Linked DNA regions of Sus scrofa: region 2 is linked to region 1. Evidence: chromatin contacts called from public HiChIP or PLAC-seq data. All regions are on one chromosome and are shown on one strand. Each heading gives the region's core, a stretch centred on a gene start, on an enhancer-like site or on the middle of the called end of the contact. The rest is flanking DNA. Distances are from core to core; before and after follow the strand shown. Region 1 holds the start of FRA10AC1 (fragile site, folic acid type, rare, fra(10)(q23.3) or fra(10)(q24.2) candidate 1). Region 2 holds the start of TBC1D12 (TBC1 domain family member 12).

Region 1 (7,474 bases), core at 2,523-5,022:
TGAGGAATGAAATATATCAGACACAGGGTATGTACGTTTAGCTTTAGTAGGTACTATTGAACACCTTTTCCAAGGTGATTGTACCCTTTTATCCTCCCACCAGCAGTATATACAAGTTATAGTTCTGCCACATCTTCATCAGTACTAGATCAGTCTTCTCCCATTAGCCATTCTCATAGGTGTGTAATGGTGTGCATTGTACTCTTCATTTGCATTTCTCTGATAACTCTGATAATGAAGATGAGCACATATTTATGTGCCCTTTGGGCATCCTTTTTTGTGAGTTGTTTGTTCAAGTCTTTTTTTCTTTTCTTTCTTTTTTTTTTTTTTTGGCTTTTTGTCTTTTTGCCATTTCTTGGGCCACTCTGGCGGCATATGGAGGTTCCAAGGCTAGGGGTCGAATCGGAACTGTAGCCACCAGCCTACAAACGCAGAATCTGAACAGCGACTGCAACCTACACCACAGCTCATGGCAACGCTGGATCCTTAACCCACTGAGCAAGGCCAGGGATTGAACCCTCAACCTCATGGTTCCTAGTCGGATTCATTAACTACTGAGCCAGGACAGGAACTCCTGATTTTTCTATTGGGTTTCTGCCTTTTACCTAGTTCTTCATATAATCTGATAATTCATTGAATATTCTACTGCAATATTTTCTCTCTGTGACTTAATTTTTCGTTTTTTAATAGTCTTTTAAATGAGCAGAAGTCCTTAATTTATCTTTTTCCTTTATGTTTAGCCTTTTGTGTGTCCTAGCTAAGAAAATTTCTCCTGCCCTAAGGAAGAGATCATGGAATATCACAAAGAGGTTTTCCAGTGTTTTCTCTGAAATTGACTTTTGTGTATGGTATGAATCAAGGTAGGAATCAGCATTTTTTTTTAGCCGTAATATTCAATTGACCCAGAACTATTTATTGAAAATTCCATTCTTAAAGCTATGCCATTAATCATGGGATTATATATGTGTAAATCTGTTTCTAGGCCATACTCAAGAAGCAGTTAATTGTTAATCACAAGAAAGAATTTCCTCAATAAATGCTACTTTTCTCAAGTAATATTATGTACTTATTATGAATTAGGCATCATGCTAAGTATTTTAGCTACATTACATTTAAACCTCGTAACTTGCTGTGAGCTAGGTACTATTATTTATTATCTCCATTTTATGGGTGAGGAAATTAAGATCACAAATTAAAAACCTGCCCAAGATCTCCTAGCTAGTAAGTGGCAGAAACCTGACTTGTCTGTGGGTCTGGCTGACTTTGGAGTTCTTTATTATACTGTTTCCCAGAGCAGTGTATGTGTGTGTGTGTGTGTCTGTCTGTCTGTCTGTCTGTCTGTCTAGGGAAGGCCAACAAGGGTGTGTGTGTGGGAGGAGGGTTATGGAGATAAGTGTGGACCAAGTTTCCTCCCCCCCACCACATACCTGTCATAGTATTTTTTTGCTTTGAGTTGCACAGCATTGTTATCCATGGAAATTTTTATTGATTTTTTTTTTCTTTTTTGGCTGCCCCACAGCCTAGGGAGTTCCTGGGCTAGGATCAGATCTGAACCACAGTTGCCACCTGTGCCACACTTGTGGCAATGCTGGATCCTTTAAACACTGTACCGGGCTGAGGATTGAACCTGAGTCCTGGTGCTGCAGGGATGCTGCCAATTCCATTGTACCATGGTGGGAAATCCAGGGTTTTTTTTTTTTAATTTTTGTTAAAATAACACATTTTACAGATTGGCCATCTATGATAGAATATATTGTTATTATTCTATATAATCTTTCTTTATTACTAGTCAACCTTTGAGAGTAAAGGGTGACATTTACATATCTGTAACCCTGATACTAGGACAGTGCTCTGTCCAGAGTAGGCACTTAATAACGATTTGCTTTTTTATAGTTGTTGAGCTATAATTATAACTTGAGAATTCCTAGTCAGGTAAGTTTTCATAGTGTATTAATTGTTTTTTAGTTCAAATCATATAATCTATCCTTAATATATATTTTCTCTCTTTCAATAACTGCTGCCTCAAAGGAAGACATGCAAATCTTTGGCTGAATGATCTGGTAGCAACAGATATGAAATTCTTAAATATTAGAACCAGAAGCTATTTCTTGCACAATTAATGAGTTGAAAAGAAGAGGAGAGAAAAAAAGACAAAATTTGACAGAGAAAGAGAGGCAAAGACAGAGACAGACAGAGAAACAAGTCTGTAGGTCTTGTAGAGAAACCAGTACTCCCAGTTCTAGACCCTCACTAGGGCTGTGGCTCTGGATTCTGTGATTCTATTTCTTATGTGCAAAATGGGGCTAACAATGCAGTCATGCAGCACAGGCTTGCTGTAAGAGTAAAATAAAGCAGCAGATAAAAATATATTAAGAATGGTAGGAAAATGCTATTAAAGCTCAAATACTAGCAGAAAGTAAATTAAATACCAGATACAGGTGTGTTTGGTTCTTTAATAATAAACAAAAGAGCTAAATAGATATTTTAGATATTTACTAAAAAAGGAACTGCTTGACAAAATAATTTAATACAGTATAATGTAAAATCATGAGGCTTCCTAATGCTTTTCATTTTTTTGGCCCCGCCCACAGCACGTGGAAGTTCCCCAGACTGGGGATGGAACCCACACCACAGCAGCAACCTGAGCTGCTGCAGCGACAAAGGGGGATGCTTACACCACTTACCACAAGGGAACTCCACTTTAAATATTTTAATAAACGTTTTTATTGAAATATAATCCGATTGTATTTTGGAATAATTGTATTTAAGTTTAACGTAAAGATTTTTAAGATCGCATTCACTGCACTGGGTAAAGTAGGATATAGCTGTACTTTACTGCCAGGGATAAAAACGTGCGTTGAACTGAGAGATATTGTTATCTACAATATCTAGTAGTGAAAAAGATGTAAAATGATGTGTAGATTACATGCCAAGGTTTTCTCTAAAATAAGCCCGCTGTGAAAGTCAGTGGCACGCCTGTTCAATTCAACAAACATTTAATTAGTGCGTATGGTTTGCAAGGAACCGTGTTGGGTACTGAGGAGGAAGCCAAGATAAACAGCATCAGCTGGAGGGAGACAAGACAGGACCCCAGTAACTAGGCTGCAAAGCAGAATAGAAAACGTAAAACATAGGAGAACCTGGTGGAGCTTAAAAATAAACTTTTCCTGCCTGCATTTCCTTTTTTTTTTTTTTTTCCCCTTCTTTCTTTTTTGTCTTTAGTAACTATTTTGGATCCCTGTTCACCTGTGCCAAGTCATTTGTGGGCAGAGAATTCGCGACTCGGCGAAATCGCCGCTCTTCTGTCTTCTTCCTTTCTTCACATATTCGATGAGCTCCTCTGCCACCAGCACCGCATTTGGAATAGCATCTATTGTGTGGGTGGTGAAGCGATGGAAAGCTATTTTTGTTCTAATTATGAGAACTGGTTTATTGGGAGAAGGGGGAGGAGAGGCAGATCAGAGATGGAGATGCTGAGGGAGGAGGCGTTACTAAGGTTACTAGAAAGAGGATGGCAGGTGATATGCAGGCAGAGTTTCTTCTAAAACAAAACAAAATTCCAAACTAGGGGCGTGGGTTTAGTGTGAGCAGTGCCACACGGTATTAGATGCTGTGCTCCTGAGATGGAAATGGAAGGATGCTGCCTCCGCCTTCCCCCTGCCCCCGGTCCTGTTCTTCCGCTGCTTTTGTTTCCCGGGACTGTTATCTCTGTAGCACAAGGTTGGCGCGCCTGAGAACGGTGTCATTTAAGTGAGACGCGTGGCCGAACCAGACCGGAAGTAGCGCCCAGTCGGGACCCGTAGGGAGAGGCAGAGAGCCGGTGGTGGCGGCAGCGGCCGCTCAAGCTGTGACTGTGGTGGCGGCTTGTGGCGAGGCTGCGTGGCAGCGGCGACCAGGCTGGTGCAGCAGCGGCTCGCTCAGACTGTGGGTCGCTGTTGCAAACCACGATTTTGTGGGCCCACTTGGCAGAGCTGGGAGGAGGGGAAGGGGTGTGTGAGAAGGGCGGTGAGTGTATTTGGAGTCGGAAAGAAGGGCAGCGAAAGTTGTGTCTCTTATGCTACTAGTTGATTATCTTTCTCTTTCCTTTTCTTTTAAAAAATTTTTATTTTTTAATGTATTTTTATGGCAGATTCTGGAGACACCCGGCGTCTCTCTTCTCGAATTTCTCTCGGCCCTTGTAGGTGGATTCGTAGCCTGAAGTGAGTGAGAACTTTTTATTGCAACCACTGAGTTCAGATGGGTATGGGAAAGGTGAGCGAAAAGGAAGACAGGGGTAGTAAGGGTAGGAGGTGGTGTCATAGGATGAGGGAACAAGCTGATGATAGCAATAGTAGTTAACCTTTGACAGGGTTTTACTGTACCAGATACTGTTCTAAAACCCTTTATATGTGGTAACTCAAGTAATGCGCCGGCCTCTGAAAGTGGAACTCTATTAGCCTCACTTTATAGATGGGGAAACAGGCTCCCAGAACTTAAGGAGCATGCCTAAAGAATACTTGAAAAGTGCAGAGCCAAGATTTGCATTCTGGCAGGCTGATCCCAGAACATCTTTCTAAGCTCCCCACAATGGTTGTCTTCCATCAAGATGTGAGGAAAGTGGGAGACGTGGGACAAGGCGTGAGAGGATGTTATGGTTTTAACAGGTATGATGAAACAGCTGAAGCAAGTTGACATGGCAAAAGGTATGAGATCCAGGTGTGTCATTACTGTGGCCTAAACCTTCGCCTCTGACTTTGGCTAGGGCCTTTCTAGAATTCTGTGGGACAGGGAGGAGACATACACACTCATATACTTTTTAAAAATTTCCATGTTGAAAATGGAATTATAAAGATCACAGACTCAATAGGATGTAAGGATAGTTTAATTTAGCACATAAAGCCCAAAGAATGAAGTAATTTATTCAAGGTAGCTAAGACTAGAAACATATCTCTTCTCTTAGGTCCAGTGCAGTGAAATTTAGGGGTTTATTTCCTATTCATGCTGTACTTACTCTAGTGAATATTAGAGTTTAAAAAGTTTGATCTATCATTTGACCAGGATTGGTTCCTTGTAGTCATATGAATTAGGGATTTATGACAAGTAGTCAAATAATCCCATTAATGTGTGTCCCAAATTCAATGTAATACTGAAAGCAGGTGCTGCTTCTAACACAAGTCAGGGACGATTGAGATCTTTCAGTATTTCTAATAATTTTGATTTAAAAGTGAATTGAAACAAGTTAAAGTTGTCTAGAACAAAGGGCAAGGTGTCTTACCTTGAAGAAACTAGGTTTACAAGAAAAAGGAAATCTCTACACATATGGAAAGAGAATAGGAAAATCTTTGTCAATTGATTGTCCTACTCACAAATCCAATAAGTCTAATGGAATATGGTAATCAAAATGTTAACATGTTCCAGAGGCATTTTGTAGTAGTTGAGATCATTGAGCTTAAGATTCAAGTAGATTGGCCTGATGTAATTATAGAGGGGGAAACAAGCTCCCAGAACATAAGGAGCCTGCCCAGAGAAATTATATTTTGTGTAGTCGATTGCTTGTCATTTGATTTCTTCATCTCTGAAATGAGGTAATAATTCCTAACTTGTAGAATTAGAAGCAGTTTTTGTAAAGAATCTACCATGATGCCTGGAACAAAGTTGATGATAAATACACAGCAACTGTCTTTACTCTTGAGTCAGGAAAAGCATTGCTGAGCCTTGTTTTCAGTGACATGCCAGCTTCTAGACCTGATTTTCAATGGAAAGATCAAAGAATGGTTTCTTTCACTTGTTGGCCTAGTGGTAATTAAGGTGAAAAACATAATTCATTCTCTGAAGGAGTAAGTCTGTTACTTCAAAGTGAGCGAAAGGTTTAGATGGCTAGATAGCCCCTGAACAGTGATATATCCACCACTATTGTGGCTTTTTTTGGGGGGGGGGGTGCTTTTTAGGGCCTTATCTGAGGCATATGGAAGTTCCCAGGCTAGGGGTCAAATCAGAGCTATAGCTATAGCTCTGATTGAACCCACAACCTCATGGTTCCTAGTCAGATTCGTTTCCACTGTGCCATGATGGGAATTCCTATTGTGGCTTTTAAAGAGAACTTAATTTTGAACTATGGGCAACTTAGTTTCTAAGTTATTGGTTATACTTCTTTACAGATGCATGGTCATGGAGGGTATGACTCTGATTTTAGTGATGATGAGCACTGTGGAGAATCTAGCAAAAGGAAAAAAAGGTAAGTTTTTATTGATCTGTGTTTGTGATCCTTTCTAGATTTGAGATGAGATATAAATAAATAATGTTGAGAGTTTTTGGATTATGTTTACATATGAAGACAACAATGACCTACCAAATGAATTTTTGTTCATTAAACTATAATGGGAGTTGCTGTTGTGGCTCAGTGGTTAACGAACCCGTGAGGACATGGGTTTGATCCCTGGCCTCACTCTGTGCTTGAAGGATCCAGCGTTGCCATGAGCTGTGGTGTAGGTTGCAGCTGCAGCTGCAGCTGCAGCTCGGATCCTGCATTGCTGTGGCTGTGGCGCAGCTGGACAGCTACAGCTCCGATTCAACCCCTAGCCTGGGAACCTCTATATGCCATGGGTTCGGCCCAAAAAGACAAAACAAAACAAAAAAAACCACTATAATGAATTGACTCAAAAATTTGAAAATGGTTGTGTGAAAAATAAGGAAGTAGAGTTTATGCTATGAAGGGATTTCTGAGAAGGGAAGCGTAGGGAAACAGGGAAATCAATGAAAGCTCTTAGTTTTCTCTATTGCATCTATTTTTCATTCAGCTATCAAAGACTCTTGCCACTATCATAGCTAAGAAGGGGCTTGGTTGGTTGTCCCTTTGCTGGAACTTGACTTCAAGATAAAAATCATGTGGAAGTTGAGAATGTGAAGCAGCAGGACTCTTAAGATTTTCTGAATGAGCAGACTAAGTGGCCAGGGGAAGGAGCTCATGGAAATTTTTATTGAATAGAACGGATAAGAAGTATTAGCAGATAGAGCCTGAGCCATACAAGGAGACAGTATCTTAGTGGAGCGGCTGTGGCTGGGGCATTGTTTTCAGCTGCCAGTGCTTAGAAACAGTTTCATCCATTAACTTAGAGTGGTTGGCTGATTCTTATTAACCAAACTCATAAAAATTGGTTTATTATTTCATACTGGAAGCAGTATATTAAGCATACTAATTGGGACTGAACATTTTTGTTGGGTACTCAGTCTTCATTGGATAACTAAAAGAATAGAAGTAATTGTATAATAAATTATATGTAATGAAATGAAAATGCTCTACATTTTCAAGATTTTTCATTCAGAAATATTACTGTGTAAGAATAGAGTTTGAGCAAATCAGTTGGATAGTCCTGTGTGCTCTAGGATTATATCTGTTTATGTAACTAGGGCTGATCACCTATGGTCTGTATCATCTATAATCAGTCCTTCTTTTTCCATGTTATCAATTACTGAAAACTTTATTAGCTCTAATTTA
Region 2 (7,474 bases), core at 2,911-5,410, 640 kb before region 1:
ACAAGGATTTGAGGGTACAGGGTTTATCCTGAAGGAAAGACCTGGAACCACCAATGGTAGTAGAGTGGGATGACGGGTACATTACTCTGCAAGTGGGGCTCAATCTGTCTGCAGACTCCTGGAGACAATGTAGAAGATGCCTCAGGGTCATCCTGCTTCTGAGGAGTGAGGACATTGGTGTACTTATTAACATTGATATGCTAGGGTTCCATGGCTGCTATAATAAATCACCGCAAATTTGGTAGCTGAAAATAACAGACACCTACTCTCTCACAGGTCTAGAGGCCAGAAGTCCAAAATCAAAATCCGTGGAATCATTAGTCAGCAGGGCCACCCTCCCACCAGAGGCTCTAGGGGAGAATCTGTTCCCTGCCTCCACCCCCTTCTGACGGCTGCTGGCACTCCTTGACTTGTGGCTACATCACTACACCTTGTGTCTGTGGCCACAGTGCCTCCTTCTCCTCTGTCTTTGTGAAATATCTCTTTCTTATAAGAATAGAAAGCAATCAGAAGGAAATCAGTGCTTTCATTTACACCCCACCTGGACAGTCCAGTATAATCCTTCCATCTCAAGATCCTTAACTTAATCACACCTTTGGCTTCATAATGTAAAACTCACCAGTTTCAGGGCCTGATATCTTTGGAGGACAATTCAGCCTACCACAGTTGGTATATGTATTTATCCTTCTGCTTCCTTTTGCCATTGGTTTAAGGCTGCTCTCAGGAATGAAAATTCCTTGGCACTTCTGGCCTGCTCTGCAGGGGTTGAGAAAAACTCCTCAGGTAAAAACTTGCAAAGGACTTTTTTCCAGCATGTATGGAATGGGAAATGCTGAAAGAATGTCAATGGGCCAACAACATCTGCTATGTTATTATTTTATATTTTGTTATTATGTAGGTTTTTGGTTAACAACTTTAAATTGAATAATCATTAGTTATTTTAGCCTAGTTTCCTGATGACCCACAATACAAATTATTTGCACTATCTATGTGACCTTGCTTAGAAAATGCTACCCCGCCTATCTGAACTCTGTCCTTCCTATTGAGATCTACTTAAATGTACACTGCTCTGTCCTTTTCTCCAAAGCTGCTTTCATTTATCTTTTCTAGCAACTATGCAGTCTCTAATTAATCTCTATTTGGTCATGCACATTATCTTTCTCAACTATATTTTAGCACTGTCCCAGGTGGAGGCCATGACATATATACTTCTAAACTTTTTTTTTTGAAGCCACACCTGGGGCATATGGAGGTTCCCAGGCTAGGGGTCCAATCAGAGCTATAGCCTCTGGTCTATGCCACAACCACAGCAATGTGGGATCTGAGCCACATCTACACCACAGCTCATGGCAATGCCAGATTCTGGACCCACTGAGTGAGGCCAGGGATCGAACCCACATCATCATGGATACTAGTCAGATTTGTTTCCACTGAGCCACAATGGGAACTCCTACTTCTAAATTCTTGATGTTGGGATTTTGGAGACTTACATTTATAATTTGTTACCACTTAGTAATTTTTCACAAGGAAAATACTAAGCATATACTTCAAACCTATAATGTGCTTTTATGTGCTCTTAGTTTCTTCAAGGTCCTTTGTAACATAAATTATCTTGTGGCACAGGAACATCTGGAGCCTTATTGTACTATGCCTACCTAATGACAGTTTTCAAACCAGTTTGTCTTTAGAAAACAAGAAGAATTGGGATATGATGAATAGTCTAAAAAGCCCTGGCTAGTTTCCAAATATCTCTGGAACATCAAGATTCTAGCTGTGGGTAAATGAATGAAATAGAGAATGTTGGAAGAAGTACAAGCGAAAAACATAGTCTAATTTTGAACATGGTGACTTGAAGTTCCATAGTTATCTCCTGGAGATATCCTGGAGGTAGGTGGTTACACAACTGAAGCTTGAGGGAAAGGTATGGACCAGACAAAAGATTTGGGAATTTCTCTGCATTAGGTAGATGGATGATATCACCCCAGGAGAGCAAGTAGAACAAGAAGAAAAGTAGAAAAGTCTGCCAAGAGTAGAACCCTAAGAGTCACCTACCCTGAAGAGGCAGAAGGAATGGAAGAAGGAGAACCTGGGGAAAAGGCTGTTAAGGGAGCCAAGGGAGTCGAAATTCTAATGAGAGCAGAAAGAAATGCAGCAGAGATCTAGTGAGGTTAAAAAAGAAAGAAATGATGTAATTTAGGGCACACTTAAAGATGAAAAAAATCCACAACTTGGAGGTTCTTGGCAATCTTAAGGAGAGCAGTTTCAGTGGAATTCTATGCGCAGAGTGTTAAAAGGGCTCACAGCAATCTCTGTGGGTACAGTCCCTGTTTGGGGTAGCCCAGTGACCCCCTCAGCCCAAGTGTCTGGGAAAGCTTGGAAGATTGAAGAGGATCTAGAGACCAAACTGAGTTTAGCAGTAATTTGAGTGAATGGAAAATGACACAAAGCTGGGAACAACATAACTGAGAAACCACAAGATTATATTACTAGGACTCATGTAAACTTCATTTGTTAAGTCTGCATTTAAATAATAGACTGCTCAAAATTGAGATGGGAGAGACTGAGTTTGGCAACAGTTGCTTCAAAATGATCCAAAGATTTTAGTTGATTAAAAACTTAAAATGGGCCAAGAGTATGACTTAATTCTTAAAAAAGCTAACACAGGCTCGGGCTGTGATAACAGTTACAAGGAAGTGGAGACATCAGAAGAAAAATAGGTTTTTTTGGAAGTAAAGACAAGCAGGGAAAGAGGAAAATACAACAGCAATTAAAAGGAGATGGGGTATTGAAAAAAAAAGTTAAGGATGGAAGAGCTTTGAATATGTTTACCAGCCAAAAGGAAAGATCCGTCAGGGAGGGACAGAATACAGGAGAGAATGGATGATTAGTGATACAGGAGTCTGATGGAGCTGGAAGAAGTTGGTTTTGAACTGAAATGGGGATGCCTCAGCAGTGATGAGATTGGAAGGAAGGCCGACGGGATGGGAGTGACTACAGATAATTTGCTATGTGTGGGAAGGAATCCAAACACTTGGGAAGAGCACAGGCTAATGTTTTCAATTTGTTTGATGAAATAATACTCCAGTGGGACAGGTTCTGCTGTTTTCTGAGAGTGTGTGTGAAGAGAGAGCAATGGGGAAATTGGGGAAGTTGGAAGGGAAGGAAGGAAGAGTTCTGGACAAGATAGGATTCTTGGTCTTTGATGTGGGATCCAGAGACTGGCAGGTTTCTTCTCAGTCTCTTTAAGATCAACACCCACTAGGGAGCTCAGAATCTTTTGAGCCTCTGCTGGCTTTCCCTCCTGGCTCAGGACTGCTAGACCAGGCTCAGTGTCAGGGATATGCTCAAGAACCGCCCCCCCCCCTTTTTAAATTTACCTGAAGTGGAATTCTTAAATTTATTCATGAAAAAAAAGTACGTGAGAAACAATCATTTTGAAAAACATATTCTTATTCTTGTAATGCATAACTCTTCCTGCTAAAACTAATGCCTTTGGTGCAACTACTAAGCAGACAGTCGAACTTACAGAAAAGTAAGAGTTGCAAAATAATGAAATGCAGATGAATCTCACTGATACAACTCTTTTTCAGACAATGGTTAAAATGAAGGCGAAAAGAGTTTCAAAATAAATTATTAATAATCAGACTTTTGAGTGCCAGAAGGTCATGAGAAATCATTAGCCATTCCACAAACGTTGAGGGCTAGGCGAGAGTAGGGTAATACCCATGAGGAATAAGCTCTTCTCTGTCCTCACGACATCACGGAAGAAACGCTGAGTGCAAAAATTAGTATCTATAACAGAAAGATGAGGCGAGCTACATCCTCCAACAAGCTAAATATGAGGAGAGGTACAAACTGCAGGAAGGTGATTGAAAAAAGTCACGTCCTTTCGTCCTGAGAGTAGGCGCTTGATTTCATGAAGAATTTCAAGGAAATAGTGTAGGAGTCAAAGATTCAGACACTGTAAAGTAACTCCCACCACCCACCACCCACCTCCCACCTCCCACCTCCCACCTCCCACCTCCCACCTCCCACCTCCCACCTCCCACCTTTGACGATTCAGGGTTGCGGGCATGCCCATGCGCGTGCACGCCGGGGCGGATCCGGCCCAGGGCCTTTGAGGACGTCACCGCGAGAGGGCGCGCGCCCTCACCTGTCTGCGGAAGTCCCGCCTCCATTTCCGGCGGCGGAAGAGGCGGACGGCTAGCGGCAGCTTCCGGCCGACGGTGTTGCTTGTTTTGCACGTGTGTCGCCCCTTTGGAATTCCTGGATTACCTTTGCTCTTGGCGAATTTGTCTGGCCGGGATTCCGTGCAGACTTAAGGATGAAGGCTGTAAGTGTCTTTAGAAGCTCGCGGTTTAGGGCCCCTTTGGCTCACAGAGGCGCGGCTTACTGTAGCTTTTCGACGGGTTTTTGCCCTTGTGTGGGGTTTGGTGGCCTAGATTAGGGGCTTCTTTCTGACTCTTTATGCGCTGTCAGCTTCCCCGCCCATAGACCTGGCTCCTTCTTCATCGCCCACTGTGCGCTCTTGGCTGTTGGGGGCCACAGTGAGACTAGCACGGAATCTTGTATTCGCAGGATGTCACACTTGAATGGTCCTTCGAGACTATCTTTGGAACATGTTATTTTACAGATGGCAAGCGAGGTCCTGTCTTCAATGAGCTTATGTGTCGTGGGACCTGAGATAAGACCCCCGGCCCCCCTTTTCCCCGTAAAGGGTAAGGGAATAGGAAGCAAGTGAATTTTGATACAATGACCTTCAAGAAAGTTGTGATCCGCATACCGAAGCTCAGTTTTGCTTTCCTTAGTTTAAAGGTCTTTGACAAGTCTCCTAATCTCTTTAAGACGTAGCTTCATCAAAATACGAGGAAAACAGCAATCATTACTTAATTAGGCTGTTGGGGGTAATATGTTAGAGCACTTTGTGAACAGTAAAGTGATATGTAAATGGCAGTTGTTATTGCTAAAGACACCTGGCATTTTGCTCTTAATATGCCAAACTACAGATGTTCAGCTATCCTTGAGTAACCCTTTACCACTAGCTCAGTGGTTCTTCACCTTTTTTGGAGTCTTAGACTCTTTTGAGCAGCTGTGGATTCTGGTCACAGGAAGAACCTGCAGCTGAATAACTGACGATCTAGTGCCATTCTGTAGGATTAATGCCACAGTTTGGTTTTAGCTCTTATATGCAAGGCCTATGGCTGGGAGATGTTAAAATTGTGGAATTGGTCTAATGAAATTTAAAATCAATTCTCTTTAATCTGATTTTTAAAATAAAGTAATTTAAATTTCTGCATATACAGTGGTCCTTTTGTTTTTTTCTAGAGACGAAATAAAAAACAGGTCCCAAGCTTTCGGAAATTGCTAAAAACTAGTAAAGTCAAGCTTGAAAACAAACTAAAAAACAAACAACTTAAACAACAAAGCACTCAGAAGAAATACCGAAAAGAACAGAGGAAACTAAGGCAAGCTGTAAAAGATGCTGTGTCTAAGAAACCTATTCCATTGGAGGACCCAAAGAAAAAACATCGAGGTAATTGGGAAGCATTCCCATGCTCCCATTTCCATTGATTTATTCTGAAGTGTTCTTCATGGAATACATTTGCTTTCTAGTAATCACTCTTCTTGTTCTCAGGTCTTCCTAAAAGTAGGTACAGATCATAGTTTTGTATAATTGATCATAATCAGAATGAAAAAACATTTCAGTACAGTATCCACAGTGAGAAAGAGCTAGCCTCTGCTTTTAGTTTGTCTAGAAAGCAGATCTGAAGATACAATACATACTTGGGGAAAACAAACTCAGAGTAGCCATGTACTACTGTTGGGGAGCATGCCAGCTCTGCCCCTTTCCCATTCACTGACAGTTAGCTAAGGTAAGAATGGGGTGTTCTTCACAGTGTTGCCAGGTTTCACTTGGAAACTTGCGGGGAAATTGAGCTGTACTCCTCAGGGTCATTCTTTTGTAAACCTATTCAGAAACTCCCAAGTACTCAAAACAGGTAAGGAATATGATCATGTTGAGTCAGACCAGTGTTTCTCCCATGTTACTGGTACTTTCAGGGTATTTATGTTTGACGGTGTCTGACTATTCTTCTCATGCGTATCTCATTCTCTTATCCTGACCTATTTAGTTTCATCCCTTGGGAACATGTTATTGTGATGTATAAAAATGTTATAGGAGTGAAAGTTAGGAAACTTGAACTTTTCTTGTGATTTTTGTTACCTACAAGCCATGTGGCCTTATTTGGTCACCTAATTTCTAGGTACTTCTTCTGTTAAAAAGAAAAATGCAGTGTTTTCTTCTCTCTAAATTTCAGAAGAACTTAAAAAGCATGATGTGTTAATAATTATATTTTAAAAATAAAAGCAAACAATTTCTTCATTTTTACATATTGTACATCTAAATGAAGTCTCTCAGGCAGTTGGGTGTAAGAGTATAAGTGAAAGATCTGGGTTGGAGAGTATAATTTTGGGAATTATCAGCACACAGATGGTAAATGAAGCCTTAGTCTTGGGTAAAATCACTGTGAAGACTGTGTAGCATGAAAGTAAGAGAACCTAGAAGAGAATTTTAAGAAACCTCAGCATTTAGTGGAGGAACCTGTAGCCAGAAAATTTGAAAGAAAACTTGAATTGTACAGTGTCTTAGAAATGAAGAGTGTTTCAAGAAAGAAGGAAATGGTGTTCTAACATGAAATAATATAAAATAAGATTTTAATTAAAAAAGGTGACAAGTAGTTGTGTTTTGAAGTTTTCACCCACTTGAAATTATAAGCCATCATCATGTGCAAGATAGGCTTATACTATTTGAGTAAAACAAGGAAAAAACTTCGTGTGTGTGTGTGTGTGTGTACTCTTAAACTCATATGTACTTCCTATAAACATAAACTCATTGTTACTTCCTGTAAACAATCATGGAAGGATTTGAAAGAAAGAAATGGACTTTCCTCTGACCCACCAATCTCCCTGCTAGGAATTCATCTTATGATTATTTGAAAAAAATTGCCAAGACTATGTGTGCCTAAGCATGTTCATTGCAACACTATCAATAATAACAGGAAAAAAAAGAAAGAAGGAAATACCACTGCCAAAAACTGAAAGTAAACTGTCTATTAACAAGGAATTGTTAAAATAAATGATAGAAATGTATGCAGTTGTGTATAGCTGTTAAGACTAAGATAGAGACAGGAAGTTCCCTTCCTGGCTCAGTGGTTCATGAGGATGTGGGTTCGATCCCTGGCCTTGCTCAGTGGGTTAAGGATCTTGCGTTGCCATGACCTGTGGTGTAGGTCACAGACTCAGCTCAGATCTGGCATGGCTGTAGCTGTGATGTAGGCTGTAGCTCCGATTCGACCCCTAGCCTGGGAACTTCCATATGCCATGGGTGCGGCCCTAAAAAAAAAAAAAAAAAAAAAAAAAGTCTAAGGTAGGGACATAGTCTAGCTATATGATCTATAAGTTCTATACAGCAAAT

Evidence for each region. HiChIP or PLAC-seq counts read pairs in DNA pulled down with a chosen protein or histone mark.
Region 2: a contact with region 1 is called in an H3K27ac HiChIP or PLAC-seq map of skeletal muscle, with 4 times the contacts expected there. The contact joins the promoter of TBC1D12 here to the promoter of FRA10AC1 in region 1. A contact is called at or near these places in 1 of 47 Hi-C or Micro-C datasets (heart right ventricle) and 1 of 2 datasets of contacts at active chromatin or transcription factors (skeletal muscle).

The regions. Positions count from the first base shown.
Region 1 is chr14:105,166,152-105,173,625 of Sscrofa11.1, reverse strand. FRA10AC1 (fragile site, folic acid type, rare, fra(10)(q23.3) or fra(10)(q24.2) candidate 1) reads left to right here and starts at 3,772. Exons shown (of 15, transcript NM_001243654.1): 1 at 3,772-3,924; 2 at 4,130-4,199; 3 at 6,138-6,214. The coding sequence starts at 6,138.
Region 2 is chr14:105,803,070-105,810,543 of Sscrofa11.1, reverse strand. TBC1D12 (TBC1 domain family member 12) reads right to left here and starts at 4,160. Exons shown (of 13, transcript XM_005657433.3): 1 at 4,050-4,160. The coding sequence starts at 4,081. NOC3L (NOC3 like DNA replication regulator) reads left to right here and starts at 4,236. Exons shown (of 21, transcript NM_001144115.1): 1 at 4,236-4,333; 2 at 5,326-5,533. The coding sequence starts at 4,325.